Regions from separate parts of the Arachis hypogaea genome. Here region 1 is linked to region 2. Evidence: chromatin contacts called from public Hi-C data. All regions are on one chromosome and are shown on one strand. The core of a region is the stretch at or near the end of the contact, and the rest is flanking DNA. Distances in the headings are between cores, read along the strand shown. Region 1 holds the start of LOC112715403 (nuclear pore complex protein NUP88). Region 2 has its middle 19 kb from the start of LOC112715399.

Region 1 (2,700 bases), core at 35-2,534, 150 kb before region 2:
AGGCAAAGCACTCTTGTTGTTAATGTTGTTGTTATTGATTTCATCCAATCTTGATCTCATCCATGAAAAGGGCCAATGAAGGGTGACAAGCCTCAGCAAGCTCCTAAGGCTTGCCATTCTTGGGGCTGCCAACATTCCTCTTTGAGGTAACATGTCATTTTCACTCCCTATAAGCAACTGGACATAAGAAACATTCTCCACCTTCAAGTTTCAGTTTGGCATATCCCATCTATCTATCTATCTAATAACAAAATTTTCAGCCAAATTTTAACAAAGTTTCAGCACATTCTTAATAAAGAGTAACAAACTCTTCCAAATCTTTTTGATGTTAAGCATATTAGAAAAATAAATCCAACTTTCAGGAGCCAGTAACAAAATCATGAAATTTGAACAACATCAAATACAGACAAAAACCATAATCAGAAAAATCAATGTCTAATCTTATTATTTATAAACATATTCAAAAAGAGCGGACACTCACAAATTTAGCATGATTTTGAAGTAGAACAAGAATGAAGGCAGATGAAATCAGTGGTAACAAGATGGCAAGGCACGACAGAAACAGCAACAGAGGTAGCAGCACTGGCAGTTCAACAAGAAACTAAACAGAGACTAAACAGCACCAGACCACACTAACAGTAGCTCTCAAAGGATAAACCCAATCAAAAACATCATTACCAACAGCACAAGAGACTAAACAGAGCCAAGAATCAAGAACAATCACCATCCAGCAACAAACATTACAAAACAGAGCATAAACTAACCACACTAAACCAGCATAAAATCAGCAGTAGTTCAACAAAAATTTCAGAAATTAAAAAAAAACAGCAGCAGCACAAAATTTCAATAATGATTTGGATTCCAACTTTCCATTAATCCATTCACAGTTTCACATTCAGAAAACACTCAACAGAGCATAAAAGGAAGAACCGAAGAAGTGAAAGCAGTGCCACTAACCTTCGACGGAGAGACGGACGGCGAGCGGCGAGTGGCGAGCCGCGACACGACGGCGAGCTGCTCCAAGCCTCGAACAGAGAAGCCGGAGGATGGGGCCGACGTGCCGAGCTATAGCCTACAAGAGAGGGCTTGGGTTCGGGACAGGGGGAAAGAGGAAGTACGGACGGCGCCGACAACACGGACGGCGGCGGCACTGCGGTAGAACCGTTGAGGAGGAAGCTAGGGTTTTGGTTTGGTAACGTTGATTTTTGGGCTTCAGATGAGGGGTGAGACTCACGAATGGGAAAGGGAGAGGGGGGGGCTGACCGGGAGTGACATTTTTTATTTTTTTAAATTCCAAAACGGCGCCGTTTATACATAACAGGACGGTTTCTGGCCCGGTCCAACCGACCGGTTTCCATCCGGTTTAGCGGTTTTCAAACGGTTTTTAAATGGGCGGTTATAGACAGCAGACCAGACCTTTTTCTAGCCAGTTCCCGGTGGTTCGGTTTTTAGAACCATACTTTCTGGCTCGTCATCGGTTACCAAATATCGTTATATACTCAGTTTAGCTGGAATCTCAATTTAACTCTTACATTTTTTTGATATTACAGATTATAATCGATCTTACAAAATTTATATTAGGTCTGATAATTTTACAATTTAAATCTTATTATAATATTATATTTTACATACTTAATTTATTTTTTCAATTTCACATAAAATTTTAATTTTTTCTCCAGTAGAAAGAATTGCTTTATTACTTTTTTACTAATTACTTTTTTAATTTAATTTTTATACACAATTAATACCACTGCTAAACAAGTTTTATATAAATAATAAATTTATATTGTAAATAATAATTAATTTTTAAATTTATTATTTAATTATCTAAATACATAAATTTAATTAGATATGTCAATATATAAAAATTAAATTTTTTAATAAGATGGATTAGACAATTTTCCATCTTAGACACCACAAATTTACATACACAGTTCACATATTTAGAATGTATGGTTCAAGTATTACTTTGTTACTCAGATTCCATTTCCATGTGAATCAAATATACCTAAGGAGAATGTGAAAATTAAAATAATGGTATTTTAATTCCCTGGAATCAAACATGTTTGGGAATAGCTTTTCAAACTTTGAACCAAACATGAGAATATGATATTCCCATCTCAAAATTTCTAGAAATTATTTATAATTTTTCTAACCATACACACCCTTAAGGATTTTATCTACTATTTACTCATTACTAAAATTCGAACCCAAGTACATTATATTAAAAAACACTATGTATTACCACCAATGTTCTGAAAATCGGTTCGAATCGGCCGGTCAAACCGTGAACAACTGACAAATACAGTTCGGACAGAAGCTATAACCGAAAGATTGGGAAACCAGGGTTGGACTGTCAAATCGGCCGGGGACCGGTCGGTCGAACCGAACTGTGACACGTCTGATTTTTTAATTTTTCCAAAGAAACGGCATTTTCTTCGTGCAACCCTAACTCCCTAGGTAGCATTTGGTAGAGAGACAAAGACGGAAAGACTGAGATTGAGAGACAGAGACTAAGAGACAGAGATTGAAATAAATCTCAGTATTCTGTTTGGTGCAAAGTGGGAGACATAAATTGAAACAAGAATGAAATTCTAATTTAATTTGTACAAAGAGTAAAATTGGAATTAATTAATTAAAATAAAGGTATTTTAGGTATAAAATGTTATTAAAGTTTCAGTCTCCATCTCTAAAAATTTT
Region 2 (2,700 bases), core at 65-2,564:
CTTCCTAGAGTTGAACCATTTTGTGTTTGTGGCCCCTCTTAATTTTTCGTATTAACCAAGGGACAAAACATAAGGGCACGTACTAACGTGATTTACACACGCACTCTACGCGGATAAGTTAGGGATCAGAATAATTAGGGTAGGCATAAGCATGATTTTTAATTTATTATTATTACTAATTATTAATTATTATATTTTAAATGAGAATTATTTTGGTAGTATTTGGTGGAGAGACAGAGGCGAAAAAATGAGGCTGAGAGACAGAGACTAAGAAACAGAAATAAATTTTAGTATTCTGTTTGGTGTAAAGTAGGAGACAAAAATTGAAATAAGAATAAAATTCTAATTTAATTTGTACAAAGAGTAAAATTGGAATTAATTAATTAAAATGAAAGTATTTTAGGTATAAAATATTAATAAAATTTCAGTCTCCATTTTTAAAAATTGTAGTTTCTATGTCTTAATTTTTAAAAGTATTGAAATACTAAAATTTTGATAACAGACAAAAATTTTAGTATCAATTTTTAAATTAACAAATATAATACTAAATATTAATCTTTTAATTTCTGTCTTAATACCTCAAAACAAATACTACTTTTTATTTCTAGAAAGGGATTGTTGTATAAGGCTTGATAAGTTCTTTATACTAATAGCTAGATTTATATTAATTTATTGGATAATGATTTCTAGAAAACAATTTGAATAAATAAAAATTAAATATCAGTTGCTTGGCGATCCCTTCAACATTTTAAAGCATAGTTTATTAGGGAAGAGTAACTTTTTTACTTTTTGTAATTAGAATAAATGATTTTAGGGATATTTAGCTTTTATAAGCATGAAACTAGAAGGAATAAGAAATACAATTTTTTATATCGCTATTTTTTTCGTTGATATTTTTTAGAAATGAGTTAACTACTAAATCAACCTAAATTGATTTTATATAGCTATTTTGCTTTTTTTTTGGTCACTATTAATGGTTCATCTACTGTGCCTAGTGAAACTTGAACCAAGATACAGCATTTTAAACGCATGACGATGGATCACTAAACTAAAGGCTCAGCTGTTTGGGCTCACTATAAGAAAGTATAAGGAACCATCCCTGGGTTTGAAAAAATTAAAAAGTGCCGGGGTTCAGCGTTCAGGGGTTGACAATAAGCTCACTATAAAATAGAGTTGTATTTTGTCCAAAAATGAAAACTGGCTCAGTAAATTTGGATTACTCTTGTTTCCCTTATAACCATTTCCTGGGAATTTTGGGCCTTTTGAAGTCCAAGAGGAAGGTAGCCCCCAGCTAAAGTTATAATACTTTTTAACAAAAACACACAGTGATAATATTTGGGCTCTATGATATGGACCGTTACTGGATCAACACACCATTCGGCCCATAACATTTCAAATTCTAGAGCCAGAAATGAAAGCTTTCTATTTCAGGACCAAAAAAAGAGATTCTATTTGTTCATGGGTTGCTGCAGCATCGTGGGTTCGGGTTCGTCTCATGGGCCTATTGGCCCTAACATAAAAAAGAGAAAATGCAAGCATTCTTCTTCCAGATTCTATGGCCATATTCTATGGTATTTTTTTTTATGAAAACCAAAAAAAAAAGAAATATTTAAGTATATTATATATTTTTTATCAAAAGTAAAAATTTTATTTATGTAATAAAATAAAATATGTGGTCCTAAATAGGTCATCAAAAACTAATGAATTATAACTCAAATAACATAATATTTCTATACTCAACTAAAAAGTTGCGAGTTCGAATCTCTCTATTTTCGATAAAAAAAAAGGCCACCAAAATAGAAAGTATATTATTTTTTGTGATGAAAGTATATTATTTTGTGTCGTCCTAGCAATTTCCGCCATTTCTAATTATGTGAGTAATGAATAACCACCACCGCCAAGTTGCATCCAGAGCATATGCTTTGTACTTGGTTGGCTTTTGAGTGAGACCAAATTGACCGCCACGCCATATAATCTTATGTTGAAAGAGCCAAAGCATAGTTATTAAAATTAGAACAAGATGCGTCCGATAAGCAAAGCGGTAAATTAATGATAATATATAATAAATATTAAAAATTGTTATGTTTTGTAGAATTAATTAAATTAAATATATAAATTAAAGTTAATTTAAAAGATATTTTATTTAAAATAATTTATAATACAAAAAATTTAGATATTAGAGTTGTACGTATAAAATGATATTTTTATTTGGTGATTTGAGTTTTACATTTGTTTTAGTTGATAAACAGTTTTTTTGTGTGGCGCTCGTCTTCTTTTTTTTTATTGGTTGTTGTTAGAATTGTTATTTTCTTCTTTCTGTGTAAGTTCTTGTAAAGGCATGTTCTATGAATTATTGAGTTATATGCACTTTCTATTGTGTTGTTTGTTTCATCTTTGCAAGTATGTCCTTCTTCCGAATATGTGTTTTGAATTTGTATAGTTTTCTTTCTCCTTAATCTCTTGATGGGTATGTGATCTTCGTCTGATGATATTAGTGTTGGCGAAGTTGGTTTATATAATCAATAAATAATTTAAATTAGAAATAAAAATGATGTCTAAAATAACTAAAATAAGTGATTTTTTTTAGTATTACCTGTTTTATTTGTTGTAATGGGTATTGAAATTTAGTGTTTTTTGTTAGAACAAATATCTTGGTAACAAATGGGTGTTGAAATTTAGTGTTTTTTACTAGAACAAATA

What was found. Hi-C and Micro-C count contacts between places; a contact is called where the count stands out from the background.
Region 1: a contact with region 2 is called in a Hi-C map of leaf, with 2.5 times the contacts expected there. The contact joins the promoter of LOC112715403 here to the enhancer-like site in region 2. A contact is called at or near these places in 2 of 8 Hi-C or Micro-C datasets (leaf and an unstated tissue).

Annotation. Positions count from the first base shown.
Region 1 is chr10:24,544,369-24,547,068 of arahy.Tifrunner.gnm2.J5K5, reverse strand. LOC112715403 (nuclear pore complex protein NUP88) reads right to left here and starts at 1,284. Exons shown (of 11, transcript XM_025767166.3): 1 at 958-1,284; 2 at 1-177.
Region 2 is chr10:24,393,240-24,395,939 of arahy.Tifrunner.gnm2.J5K5, reverse strand. No RefSeq gene overlaps it. Among protein-coding and RNA genes, the nearest start is that of LOC112715399, 19 kb to the right of the region's middle. Within about 2 kb of position 1,314, at least 3 of the 3 cell types and tissues checked have open chromatin away from gene starts, as enhancers often do.